2 separate regions of the Gossypium hirsutum genome follow, and region 2 is linked to region 1. A link is a contact called in public Hi-C data. All regions are on one chromosome and are shown on one strand. The core of a region is the stretch at or near the end of the contact, and the rest is flanking DNA. Distances in the headings are between cores, read along the strand shown. Region 1 holds the start of LOC107892076 (60S ribosomal protein L36-3). Region 2 holds the start of LOC107901469 (sec-independent protein translocase protein TATB, chloroplastic).

The links. Hi-C and Micro-C count contacts between places; a contact is called where the count stands out from the background.
Region 2: a Hi-C map of leaf shows a contact between it and region 1, with 3 times the contacts expected there. The contact joins the promoter of LOC107901469 here to the promoter of LOC107892076 in region 1. A contact is called at or near these places in 4 of 34 Hi-C or Micro-C datasets (callus and leaf).

What each region holds. Positions count from the first base shown.
Region 1 is chrD09:17,713,729-17,721,379 of Gossypium_hirsutum_v2.1, forward strand. It overlaps LOC107892076 (60S ribosomal protein L36-3), which reads left to right and starts at 3,235. Exons shown (of 5, transcript XM_041101765.1): 1 at 3,235-3,374; 2 at 3,616-3,791; 3 at 4,360-4,463; 4 at 5,008-5,207; 5 at 5,289-5,547. The coding sequence starts at 4,362. The coding sequence ends at 5,325.
Region 2 is chrD09:18,560,934-18,568,584 of Gossypium_hirsutum_v2.1, forward strand. LOC107901469 (sec-independent protein translocase protein TATB, chloroplastic) reads left to right here and starts at 3,570. Exons shown (of 6, transcript XM_016827493.2): 1 at 3,570-4,047; 2 at 4,136-4,257; 3 at 5,883-5,942; 4 at 6,033-6,201; 5 at 6,457-6,600; 6 at 6,692-7,052. The coding sequence starts at 3,828. The coding sequence ends at 6,771.

The sequences.
Region 1 (7,651 bases), core at 1,985-4,484:
AAAATCGTAATTTTTCCAAAATTTGAGTCAAGGATTGTTTTGATGAATATGAGTATTAAATAAAATAAAATTGCTATTATAGATCAAGAAGAACAAAATCCAGAGTTAAACCGAGGAAAGAAAAAGTTGAAGACTAAAGTGTTAGATTTGATCATATTTTGTACCGAGGTAAGTTTACAGTAAATAAATGTAATATTTTGATAATTATTATTAGTGTTGTTATTTATCAACAATTATGTATTTATTTCATGAAAATATCTAATGTTGACTTAAGTATGAGGTGACAGAGAATCAGTGATAAAAGCCCCGTTGAAACATTGGGAATGTATCAGATATAAATGTCATGACATTAAGGGAATGAGATCCCATGTAAGACCATGTCTAGGACATGACATTGGCATCATTGATATTATGAGAGGTCCCATGTAAGACCATGTTTGGGACATGGCATTGGTACCGAGATGAGAGGTCCCATGTAAGACCATGTCTGGGACATGGCGTTGGCACCGAGATGAGAGGTCCCATGTAAGACCATGTTTGGGACATGGCGTTGGCACCGAGATGAGAGGTCCCCTGTAAGACCATGTCTGGGACATGGCATGGGCACTGATATGAGAACTCTCATGTAAGACCATATCTGGGATATGGCATTGGTAATACAGAAAACATCCCATGTAAGACTATGTTTGGGACATAGCTTTGGCATGTATTATCAGACAAGAGACCCGAGTATCCTTAGTATTCCAAGTGATTCAACGGGCTAGTAAATAGACCATGTTACATGAAAGTTCAGATAAAAGCATAATAATAAATTCAGGTGAGTTATAATGATTGAGAATATCTTAGTTATCAGTTGAGAAAGAAATTTTAGCAAGGGAGGAGTAAGTTATAATCATGAGTTATTTAGTAAGCATGTAAGTAAAAAAGTGAGTAAGTAAAGAAGCGAGTAAAGATTCTAATGTTTGATGAAATTTATGAGTATGATTATTTATGATAAATGTTGTTATTTATTTACTTGTAAACTTACTAAACTTTATGCTTACTTTCTTTATTTTCCTTATTTTTATAGTATCGCCAAGTCAGTTCGAGGATCACAAGGACGTCGGAGTTCGTCTCACACTATCTACAGACATCTCGGTATTATGTAATTTCGAAACGTGTAAAGCTATAGCATGTATAGAGACTTAGTCATTTTGAATGTGTTTATATGATATGGCTAATGGTTAGCTATTGAAATGGCTAATTAAGAACATGTGTGGTGTTATGAATGCCTAGGTGATAGTTTATACCTAGAAAATATGAAAGAGTAAAAATTTGCAATGAAACAATTTTGGGACAGCAGTAGTGACGTGACTTTGAAAAATCACCAAGGATAGTATAAAATAAATTATAGAGTGAATGATATATAGAATTAAAGCTTATCGAGTCTATTTTCGTAGAAAAATAATGGTATGGGTAAAAGAATTTTATATTCTGAGATATTTGAATTTTGGTTAGAGAGGGTCAGAATGGTTTTTGGAGTCCCCTGTTTTAACTTTAGAAAATCATTAAAAATTGTAAAAAAATAATTATGAGTTATAATTTATATTTCTAGATTCCTTAGTGAGTCTATTTTCTGTAGAAACAAGTGAGAACACCATATGAAAATCATAAGATGAGAAAATTGATTTTTAGTAAATAAAGGTCAGAACCATCAGGCAGTAAAATAGGGGAGACTTTAATGAATAAAATGTACTAATTGTCTAATCCAAAAATTCTAAAAATTTTATGGTAAGATGATATATGAGTCTAGTTTTAGGAAAAATTTACAGATCTAAATTTTGAGTTTTTTAACTCGAGTTATAATTAAATTAGTGACTGCTGCGCAGGTGCACAACATTATGGTGAACAGTGAAATAAATTTTAAAAGTAAATTTATGGTTTGAACTGATAAGTTAAATCAGATAACGCCTCGTGCTCGACTCCGGCAACGGTATCGGGTAAGGGGTGTTACAACTGCCTCTATATGTCCAGTTCTTTTGTGCCATCTTAAAGCAAAAATGCCTCTACAGTTTTCGACACTTGTTTTACCGATGTTTTTTACTATGCTTTGTTTTTCATAACTATTTTTTTAGTAGTGATCATGGATGTGTAACTAGCACTAACAACTCTGTTAACATTTTCTATAATTGTTATTATGATTCAATTTAAAGAAAAGAATTATAAATATGAATCTTATATCAATTAGTAACATATTTTTGCATAAATTGTATTTAAAAAAAAAGTAGGTTATGACATATTCGTACGTATTAATGTTTTTCTTTTTGGTGTTCAATGTATGATAAATGTATGGATAAGTTTTCGTTTTGGTCACTTACTAGAAAAAAGTTACAATTTGATCATTGAATTATTCAAAAGTTTTCATTTAAGTCTTTGAGCTATTAAAATTGATGCTATATGATTTTCTCTATTTGTATTGGTTGCACCAATTAAACAACTTTCTTTCCCCTTCTCTTTTGGAATTTCTTTTCATGAAACAATTTTGGATGCCAAGAATTTGCTTACCAAAATTAATCAGATTTGTTCTTCAATCTACGACACGGACCGTCAAATCGACTTGAATCTAAGGTATATTCTTCTAATCGTCGATGGGTATTGGTCCACGATATTAATCGTCGAATCATTGCTTGGAACTTGTTGAGAGAACTTTTAAAAAAAAACCTTAACAACATAGTAACTTAAATAAAAACTTTGAATAATTTAGCGACTTAAATAAAATTTTTCGAATAATTCAATGACTAAACTCCAACTCTTTTAGTTAACAGATCAAAACGAAAATTTACTCATAATTTAATGACTAATGATATAGTTTACCTTATTCATAATTTTTTATATGTTAATCATTCATTTATTCAAAATTTAATATATTTATTTATATTATATAACATTTCATATTTATTTCTTTATTTGAAAGGTTTAATTCACTATTTGTTTTTTAAAGTATAATATATATTTTTCTATTTTGATACTTAAACTTTTTTTTATTCCAATTAAGTATGTAAAGTATTCAAACGTTAAAATCTTTAGCCCAATTATAAACTAATGTTAAAAAAAATGCATCAATCACGCAATGCCATATGGCTCTTTTGTTTTACGGTGCAAATTATGAAAAAAAACTGAAAATATTTTATTAAAAAAAGAGAGAAAAGTTTAAATATTTTACTTTTTATTAAATGCAAATAAAAAAAATTACTCTCTCCCCCCCTTCCCCTCCTCCCCAACAATAATTGAGCAAGCAAGTCAAGGTGCCGCACTGCACCACCAAACTCTTACCTTTTCTCTCCTCTACTTAAATCACATAACACCGGAAGAAACTGAAATGTTTTTTATTTTTGGTAAAATACGCTTCGTGTGGTTGTTTGGTTATCTATTTTGACTTGTGGAGATGTGATTTTTGTGAAGGCTTCTTCTATTAGCTGGGTTTGATGAATTTATTTTTCCTCTTCTAAGTTCTAAACCCATTGTTTCTCTTTGCCTTGTTTTGTTTTTATATAATTTTATAAAAGAAAGACGCGTGGCACGACACCATCAACCATTTCGTTGACGAGTAATAGTCAATTTTTAAATTTTGTTTAGGTTGAAATAGACATGCAATTGGGCCGCAAATGGTGATTTTGGGTTGGATCATGCCTTCAACCCAACCCTAGGAGGGAACTCACTTGCCAATTCGCCCTTATATATATACTCTTTAAGAACAACGTACGCAAAACCCTAACACTCCTTTAGTCCGCCATAGATCGCCGTCTCGACTGGTAAATCGCGCTATCTCTAAACCCTCCTTCTCTTCTTCTTTCTTCTTCTGAATATTTTCCCTTCTTTCATTGCTTGGGAAATGAAATGCCGTGCTCAAACATTTAAGTAGCTTTAGCTGCTTTTGGCTATTGCAATGAATTCAAACTGTGTTTATTAACTGCCCTTCTTCATTCGTGGGTTTTCTTTTAAAGATTATATCACATTGGCTTTTCGATTTTATATGTATCGTTTTCGTTTTAATTTCAATTTTTCTAACTTCATTAATTTTATAGGTTTTTAAACCCTTTTTTAATTTCATTTGCAGTAAATCTTGGTCTTGAGATATTTGGGATTATCATGAATCCGTTTTATATATATTTTACTGCTGAATCATGCTAATAAATTATGTGAAATTTGAGAGGTTTTTGAGTCCTAAGTTAAAGAATCATTTATATATATCTGCTAATGTTTGAAGCATGAGTTGAAATCTAAATGAACGGTAATCTAGATTTGATAGCTTATTGAAATGCCGCTCGAATGTTGTGCTTTTCATTCTATTTATCATGATTTTTTTGTTTACTTAAGCAGGCATGGCCACCAAGCAGCCAAATACAGGCCTTTTTGTAGGACTGAACAAGGGCCATGTTGTAACCAAGAAGGAATTGGTTCCACGTCCATCTAACAGAAAAGGAGTAAGTGCATCCTATGCCTAATTAAGTTCTTTTTTTGTAGAACAATAGTAAACGATTATATGTAAGAGTCCTTTGCCAAAAGGTAAAAATACCATGAAGTCCCTGTTCTAGGAGTCAAATTGCATTTTACTCCCTTTATTCAAAAAATGAAATGAGCAAATTAGTTTATATACCTTAGATCAAAGAGCAAAGAGCAAATTGATTCATGTGTACCTTATTTTGATGTATAGGAACTAATTTTTAATAGTAGAAATGAATGAAATTTTAACAAAAAGACCTGTGTTTGCTCTTTGATCTAATGTAAATAGACTAAATTGACTACTTTTTGAGTAGAGAGAGCAAAATGAAATCTTGACTCCTAGTATAAGAGTTTTCATGGTACTTTTACCAAAAGAGAGAAGGGAAAAAATGCATGAAAAAAGGGCAGCACTACCTTTGAATAGCCATATTAGATCTTTTGTTATTCTTTGTATTTAATCTTTTGGAAGGGATTGGATCTTAGAGTGGAAGTTGAAATCATGATTTATCTTATTTCTTTTCCCAGAAAACTAGCAAAAGAGTCCATTTTGTGAGGAACTTGATAAGGGAAGTTGCTGGTTTTGCACCGTATGAGAAGAGGATTACGGAGCTTTTGAAGGTTGGTAAGGACAAGCGAGCTCTCAAGGTAGCTAAAAGAAAATTGGGAACTCACAAGAGAGCCAAGAAGAAGCGTGAGGAGATGTCGAGTGTTCTCCGCAAGATGAGGTAACTCATATATATGTTATTATATCAGATGACATTGAATTATGTCTTCGTCTTACGAATATGTTGATGATTTGCATGCAGGGCTCATCATCCTGGAGGTGGAGACAAGAAGAAGTGAAGCTTTTATTTTTGTTGATTTATGGACAAGCTTGAAGGTTTCATTTAGTAGCTGTTAGGGATTTTGTTTAGCACTTTGTTTGAGACTGAAAACCATGCACTCAAATTTGCTGCTTTACTTGAATTACTACAAGGTTTTTTTTGTTTAAAATGTGTTTATTATGCACTCGTAAAAATTCAATGAAATGCAAAACATGGCTGGGGCCATGGATTTAAAATCAAACTATATGTCACAGCTCAATTGATTCGAATATGTCAGTTGAAACTTTTTAAAAGAAATTAAAAATATAAAATTTATAAAATTCATCTCCTGGCAATCTGTGTATGAGCTCTGTTAATTTTTACGTATAAATAATTTAAGTTTAAGGGTTAAATTTTTCTTTTTATAGTTGAAGGTCAAATTATGCTTTTATTATTTTATCAAAATAAATTAAAAATTAGACTATAAATGGAAAACATGATACATTCAAAATATGTGTGTACGATTATGTAACACAATTAAGGTATGCGACTGAAGTTGGTTTTGAGAGCCAAAATCTTATTAACTTGTTTATTGTTGGCGGGTTCAACTTACAATTTTTCTTTTAATTTATTTATTCAACCAGTCCATTGATTTTTATCTCATCCAAGTTTAGTTTTTTCATAAATGTATGATCCAATTGACTTGTTCAAATATTCAATGCAATAAGAAAATATAAATATTTACAATCGAATTAATCTTAATACAATTATACTTGAACTTCCATGGTTAGAAAGGATGGAGCCCAATCACGACATTCGTATCCATGCTCATGTTTGTAAAAGCAACAACCATTTGGTTTTTTTTTTTCGTTCTTCTTGCCCTGCAAAGTGGCCTCATTGAACCCCAACAAAATGAATCGACCATTTCAAAGAACTATAGTAAAGAAGATACATGGTATGTGTCTTGTTGCCGAAGTGATTTTGGCAACAATATTCCTCTTACCATCCAAAGCATTTAAGCTCTAGCATATCGATCTATCTCTTCCACAATTGAATGTATAATAGTTAATTTGAGAAGCCTTTCTAATTATCTACATTTCATTTGATTCACATCAATTTCTTTCTTCTTTTTAGATGACACGACACTTAATAACCGATCACATTTATACTCAATATCAATGTTACTAGCTCCGATTATCACATTTTCATTGATTGAAAAACCGATTGTTAAAGCGACATCTTCTAATGTTAGTCATTTCTCAATATGAAAAATGGAATGTATTCGTTATCGGACTCCATCTTTCCAACAAGGTGGGAAGCAATTCTAATTTCATAATAAACTTTGTTATCATAGATATCACATGTAAACCATCACTCTTCAAGCAATTTACAATACATCTATCATCCTCCGAAAATTTTAAATTATGTTGAACACAAATAACTTGATATTTCAACCGCTAAAAAACCCACATAAAAATGTTTAATTTCTCAAAATCTTAAAAAAAATATTTCTGTAAAAGATTAAAATTTTTTAAAAAAATTGAATTAAAAATTTTACCATATTAAAGACATAATTTATTACATTTTCTTCCTAAAACTTTCAAGCGACCATTTTTTCTCGAAAAAAGAAGAAGAAAATAACAAGTTTATTGGAGAGAGTTTGAGAAACTTTTGATGGAAAGAGAGGAAAAATTAATGGAAGTATTTATAGGAGAGAAAGTCGACCCATGGTTGTTAACTCCCCATGGTTGTTAACTTCTTCGTATTAAATTCTTGAGTGAAACTTTACAACTTAAAAATCTGACACCCTATGGGAGTCAATTTATTGTTGATTTTACCTTGCAATTATGACATATAGAGCATGCATTCTTGTAATAATTTGACATTGCACTGAACTCAATACACGCGAGTGTCGAGGTATCTATAAAAGGAAATTCTAAAATATAACTTTTACAAATAAAAATCAAATTTCGACTGAATCCTCAACGGAACGCATAGCCACATTGCTTTCAGATTCAACTAAAACGTTGTGTCATCCAAAGCAGTATATGACCCTCGTATATAGCCTGATGGACACTGCAACAACCAATATTTGTATAAAAATCAAATGATTTTAGTTCTTGGTTTGTTCCTTGTTCTTTGATTTTTCTGGATCCTTACTAAAATATTATTCTTTGAATTGGGGCCTAACAATTTTTTTAGTCAGATTTTACTTGCCTAACCCCGATTTAAAGATTCGATTATTGGACGGTTGTGCAACTTCGACACTTGATAAGATGAACCTCTTCATTGCTCAGAACATGCAAATGGCTTCCACAAATCTCCAAATTAAAAAGTGGATTTACTATTATTATTATTATTATTAT
Region 2 (7,651 bases), core at 2,320-4,819, 850 kb after region 1:
AGTAAAAAATTTCTGATATTATAAAATCTAAAAAATTATATTATAAAAAAAAATGTCTTTTACAAAATTATAACAAAAAGATATATTATTTCAATAATTCTAAAAAAATTCTATAGTTATAGCCAAAAGTTTATTATAAAAATTAATTTAAATGTTATAAAAGTTTTATAATATATTTATTTACAAAATTTATGAATCTGGATAAAATTTATTAATGTGCACGTCCTGTATATTATAAAAATAATATATTTATTCATAAAAAATGTTATAACTTTTTTATTATCATAACTTATTTATAAAATAATTTTTAAAAGTAATGGTAAAAAATTATATTATTTAAAAGAAGTGTTATGAAAGTTTCGAATAATTTATAATTTTTTTATAAATGTTAAATATTACAAAATTTATATTATTTTGACCTAATTTACGTATTATAAAAAAGGATATAACCTAACATAAGTCTTTCTCTCAATTAAGTTTATATAAGTTTTTATAAATAAATTGTATACTATTTGAACTATGAACCTAAATATTATAAGGTCAATGTTAATTATGAAATTAGAAAATATTTTCTTACACCTTATCGTGGAGTATGTTACCATTTGAGAGAATAGTACTAAACACAAGCACCATAGAGAACGACAACTCACAAACTCTTTAATTTGACATATCTAAGGCTTCGAAATGTGATTTAGAAAGCATTTGCTGTTGTAAAAAAATATTTCTCATATCAACATCACCTTAGTATAACATAAAAAAAATGGCGGATCATACTAGCATGTTACATATTTTATAATTTCAAACATAGGTGAAATTGAGATGATCCATATACTTTGAAGGGTATATGAAAGAGGGAAATATTGATAATCTTAATGATACATTTTCAGATTCAAATGATGATGAACTTGGTCAATGACTAACAAATGATGATAAGAAGCACATGTTAAATATTAACCATGGAATAACCAAACAAATATGCACTAGAAAAATTAAATAAAATTGCATATGATATTTATTTTTCTCGCTATTTTTATTAGTAATAGAATTATCATATACTTCGTCAGACTAACATAATGTATACGATGGTTCGATTTTAATTTTTGTAACTTGTTTAGAAATTATTTTCATCATACTAATATTTTGTATAGTAATTAATATTTTTTTAAAATATAAACTATGTAATTATGTAATTATAATTTATACTACTAAATATAATATGCAAAATTACAATATAATTACATTCTATAAGTCAAACAATATAAAAAATTATAATTTTTATAATTATAAAATATATAATTACTATTCTAATAATTATTGCTATCAAATACTATTCATTCTCTATAAAAGAGAGGACGAATAAATAGTCATATCACTTATGCGACCTGTAAAAGTCATGCAAAGACGGCAGAGACGTCAAACTTTGACTGGATGAATTAGTCCATGCGCAAACCAAGAAAGAGGCCAAGTCCCACAAATCTTGTCTTTACCCTCTTTATACCTCTGGTCAGCTTTCTCAAATTTCTGGTAAAGGATCGATGGCATTTTGAACTTTTGAACCAGATGGGGTCACTTCCTTTGTCCCATTGTGGGCAGATCAGGCAAGGCCATCAGGGCAGGCTCAAGTCCATACAATTCAGAGCTGGAAGGAAGAACTATGTAAGCAGAAAATGCAGCATATATGTTCTTTCATATGCTTCAATAAAAACAACAATCATAACCTGGAATGCCACTGTGATTAATTGTATTATTGCCTATAGATGTTGCATCAAATTCAACCCAATGGCAATGACTCCAAATTTGAGATGGTTAAAGTGTACCCCAGATTTGAAACACCACAGGTCTGCTCTCATTCACTATAAAGTTGCCACTAACTCAAGCTAAGAATTTGGGTAACCTTTAACCCGAAGGTCTCATGAATATAACTTTTCTCTAACAAGGTTAAGTCCCAAGTAAAGTCTATTCAAATTTTGTGAACAAAAAAAATAGTCGGAGAGAGCTTTCCTCGCTTTGAGGTCTTGCATTTCGATAATAAAGTCTTACAAAAACAAATCCTGACAGCTACAGTGTCAATAATGATTCAAAACAAACAAAAGCTCCAGCACAAAGTTAAAGAATGAAGAGCAGTAGGGAGTAGGGCTTCCACCATAGATGTCACTCACAGACAACACTATTACATGTAAAAGAATTCTACTCAGATTTGCTATTCTAGAGGTTCGAATCCACTGGCAACTAAAAATCTTTGAATTTCAGGCATCTAGTCTAGGAATGGAAGTTCTGTCATTTGGAATTGGCTTGTATCTACAGATGTTACTCGGACAGGTTTGTTACTTTGTGTTTTTTGCGGCAACTAAGATGGAGCTGAAGCTGAAGTATTATTTTAATTTTTGGTTGCAATCATCTGCATTTGCTGCTTTTTTTAATGTAATAAATGAATGAAAATATGCTCTTTTTATCTCTTACCTGTTCAACAAATACTTTGGCCTTGTTTTGGTATTATATGTTGCAAAGACACGTACCTCTCTATCCTTTTTAAAATATTTGTATTCAACACATAAATTAAATATACTCATACAAAATATATATCCATATTCAACTATCATACTTAGTATCATCCGATCTCCATTACTATGTAGTTTAGAATCTTCAGAGAATTGAAAATATATTCTGATTCTGGATCCTATGTGAAGTTTATTATTTCATTCAATAAATAATTTTAAAAAAAATTTAAGCCACCCTTTTTTTATTATATAATATTATGGTGATAGATGACATGATATAATTTGAACTCTTACCAAAATAGATGTCTAATCAAAACTTTAATCCTTGCTCCATACAAGTAAGTAAATCAAGACAGAACATATTATCCTCTAGTCCTATAATCCATGATTCTATATAATTCATCATTTATATTATATATTATCGTATACTCATATTAAAAAAGGTAAAAAAAAAATCAAAAAATGCATGTCCAGAACGAACCTGGACAAACGCAAGTCTAGGTTCATCTCATCAAAATTCAAAAATCTCAAAACTGAAAACCCTTTTAGATTTACTTTAAAATACACGTGTAGTTGTTAAAATAAGTTTAGAATGAATTTCCAAATTTAGATAAATTTTGGCCCCAATTATTCAAGTTCATTTTGGACATGTATCTTTAGTAAAAAAATTATATAAAATTTCAATAAATTTTTTAATTTTTTATATAGTTATATTTATTTAATAATTTTTTTTAAAAAATCACTATATAAGTCATCCACTCTTTTTTATTTTATTTAATAATGAGGTATAATAATATTATTTATCGATGATATCGATAAATAAAACTTGTGGACCACGGTGTATTAAATATTATTCCTAAGATTAATATGAAAAAGAAAAAGAAAGTATAAGAATCGAATTGAAAATATTACCAATTAATCCAGGGTAAAGGTTATTGAAGAAAGAAAACTGAACGTAACTCATTTTTATCAAACATCGTGGAGAAGCCCTAAAAAATTGGGCTATCTTAAACATGATGTGCCAGCATTTGACTACCTAAATCAAGCCCAGAACTTGGTGATGGCTGATCATGATAGTCAGGTGTCGACCCACATTGAAATGGCCGTTTCAGCCTACAATAAGATCTCCAGAATCCGGATCAAGTGAGCTCCAAAAGAAACCTTCTCTGTAATTGTTGGTATCGTAATCTCCTCGACCATCATTTTCCACATATTGCATTTTTAGACATCTTCCCATTTCAAGATAACCTTGTCCCCTCCCAATTCCATGTCTATGCTCGGAAAAATCTAAGCTCTCCTTAAACTCACTAAAATTATCTATCTCTTCAAATGACCACAATTATGGCCGTCTCAACTTCCGCATTCTTATTCACACCTTCCGTTAGCTCCAAGTCCACTACTTTCTCCTTCTCTCCTTTAGTTTCACATCGCAAATCCTTTCCTTTCCGTTTCACCACGTGGTTTCCTCAGTTGGGTCCATCTTTTTTTTCTCAATGGAGTGGTCTAAAGCATCTGGGCATTTCAATGTCACCAAAATCTCTTAAATTAGGTTTTTTTTTTTTTTTGGTCTGGGTTTCCTCTTTTTAAGATGTCTTTTTACTCTATGCAGTTCATTTATTTTGATTATTGAATTTCAGAAAAAAAAGGAAGATGTAAAGGAAAGGTGGTTCATGCATCTTTGTTTGGCGTTGGAGCTCCTGAGGCTCTGGTTATTGGGGTAGTTGCTTTGTTGGTGTTTGGTCCCAAGGGTCTGGCTGAGGTATGTTCTGCCTTTATATACTAAGGGACAAGTCATTCTCATTTGCATGTTGTTTCAATTATAAGCACCAACCTGTCACTTGCTCCTTTTATGGTTTGTAACATTTGATGATTTTCCAGGCTGTTTGTGTCTATCATATGTTTGTAATGTATGTATTTGTACAGTTCAAGTTTCTAATTTCATGCGGGTATTGGATTTAGATAGGTCCTAAGCTTTGGAAACGTAGGCTTTGTGGCAACTATTTTAAAATATTAATCTCTATTCAACGCTTCAAATATGAATTAATCAACAAGAAGCAAAAAAATTGGTAGAATTTTCTAAGGAGTGCCTGGGAAGTTGGTATGATAAATTGTTGAAACTGAAAATTATTGCTGGTTTAGTGTTGGATTTTATAGACAATACTTAGCTTTGCTTGAAACTGAAATTGATATGGTTTCTTGTCTTATATTAGAATTCAAATGTTCGTTTAAATTATAATCTTAGATGATAGAAAGAATCCTTTTTATTGAAAGCCATTCCCATGACTTAATTTTAGTAAAGAGAAGGAAAATTTTTCGCTTATTTTGAAGAAGTCTTATTTTTTATCAGTTTTTACTCATCTTTCTAGTTTCAAATTTAAAATTGTACTAACTATTCTTTAGTTTATATCTAACTATTGTACTACATCTGTAATAAATAAGCATTTTCCTCATATATAAGACTAGTAACCAAGCGAGGCATTAATGTAGTGTTGTTTGACAAGATAATGATTTTTTTCCCTTGATGCAAAAACATTGTTGTCATTTAAGTCCAATTCATTCCATTGTATTACCCTATTTTAAACTCTTAAGTTCCCCTATCCTTTCAGGGCTCATTCTAATGATGCCTTGATGTATTTAGTGATCCAGATCTTTAAGAATAAGTGTTGTGTCTTTTACCTCAGATCCCTCTTGACATTTTACTAAATGGTTGAATATGTCAAGAAGAATCTAACTTGTGAGGACTGGAGAGTTAAAAGACATTAATTTTGCTATATATCACATTTTATTAATTAGGCTTCAAGTTATTCAAATCGAAGGGATGAATATTTCCTTAGGTATTGTGATAAGGACTGATAATCAATTATTAAATATGCTGTATCCATGATGTCTGATGTACCATAAAGGCATTAAAATAAAACATATAAGTGCTTGGATGCTTTGATTCTTTACGAAGTAGCTGCATTGTATCAAGAATTTATTTACAAGTGCATGGCAGACATTTTGATGCCTTCCATAAATGACTATTCTCCCAGTTTAGCAAATGTGGTCGCTAAATGTTGAGGCTGCATTATATTGTTACTTTTGCTACTTATTTTAAATAATTAAAAATTATAGAAAAGTCTTTTGCGTACAAAATATGTCACTGTCCTTTTATGTAAGATAATTATGTTTAAATTTTGTCACATTTGATCTGCATATTCGTTTTTTAGTTGAATACAATTATGCTTTTTACCATTCATATATTATTCTGTAGAAATTTTTGAGGAAGCGAAAACCAAGTTTTAAATATGTTGATCAAATGATCAAACAGAACCTTTATAGTTAGGATCATATTCTGTTTAAGTTAAATCCTCTCAGCCTCTCAAATGGCATATTAAAGTGCAGGTTGCTAGGAATCTAGGGAAAACATTGCGTGCGTTTCAACCCACCATTAGAGAACTTCAGGTAGGGTCTGAACCCTTTGGTTTTACTCATATCTTTACCATGTAATAACTCTGCCCTTCTGAACTCTTCGCCTTTATATCTTCTGTGAAGGAAGTTTCGAGGGAATTCAAGAGCACCCTTGAAAGGGAGATTGGTCTTGATGAAATGCCGAGTTCAACACAAAATACACTGAATAGGAACAGTCCCTATCTAAGTAACGTTCCCCTAACACCTTCACCAGTTACCAGTGCTGAGGAAACTGGTAGTGATGCTGTCCCGGGTAAGCTCTTTATATTCTTATATTTTGGGCTAATTAGTGGCATGAAATTGTCTTATAAGGTTTTTCCTTTGAATCTCACTTACATTATTATGATCTCTTACCCTGAAACATTTACTAAATGCTACTGCATAGCGTTTGATCCTTCTTTTTATGGCTTAGTGGTAGGAACTTTCCTTATTCCTTATCCCTTTTCCCATTCCCCTTGTGTATTCCAATGAAATTTAAGAAGCATGCAATTCTGTCGCTTTACTGCAGATGGTGCTCAATCCATAAAAGACGCATATACTAGTGAAGAATACTTAAAGATCACAGAAGAGCAGCTAAAAGCTTCATCCAAACAGCAGGACCAGACCGCCTCTCCCAGCGAGACCGAGTTAGGATCCCAAAATCAACATGAAGGTTGGTTCTTCTTCTTCTTTTTCTTTGTATTTCTCTGTCTATTGCCTTTCTCTTTCTCACTTTGATGTTATTTGTGCAAAATCAATAACAGCTACTCCCAAAGAAACTACCACTGCTACTGCTGCGATGCCTCCGTCTCAGAAACCAGAAAGCGAGACGGAAAATCCATGAATGGAGATAGAATGTTTATCGTAGAGAAGCCTCTAATTAGGGTACTAGAAACTTCCTCAGAAAGGTATAAAGCAAGGAAAGAAACACCACGTTTTGCCCCTTTGTTATTCATCTAAATTTTGGTTCAAGTCACTGTATATTAGATCTTTGCAAATGTGCTACCTGTACGTAGTAACCAAGAGTAATTGTACAACATAATTTGATCTCAAGACGATGTTTTCATTGGAGGACTGCCATGTTTTGGATTAGTGATTGTCAAATCCTCATTTTGTTCCTCTTCACTCTGGAGATGTTTGTCTGCATTTTAACTAAAACCTTTCTGATGAAACAGTAGGGACAAAATACTATCCCAAAATCTCAATTGACAAATATATGAACACTTTTTGGATTGCAATATTGATGATTTCTTTCAATTTCCCAAAATAAAGTTGCAGGGAAATTAATTTTTTAAAAGCACACTTTTTAATATTAAACGGACCTTCACCAAGAGGTGGTGAGGTAGAATTAAAAAGAACAAAATTTCATCGGTTAGCAGCTTGAATTTGGCATGAACTGATCATAAGCTTGTTTTTATATTTTGCTACTTAAATATTTTTGTTTCATTTTAAAAAAATTAGGAGATGTATCACATGTTGTATCTTTATGCATGTCAATCGGTGACATGACATCCATAAAAAAATCTAAATTAAAAATATTATATAAAAAAACATTATTAAAAAATTATGTAAAATATAAATAATTCAAAAAACTAAAAAGGAAAACAACAAAAAATTTAAAAATATATAATAAAAAGCTATAAATATATAAATTCTATAGTTTCTAAGAATTATATATATGCGAAAAATATATATATATTTAAAAAATATTTAAATTTTAGAAT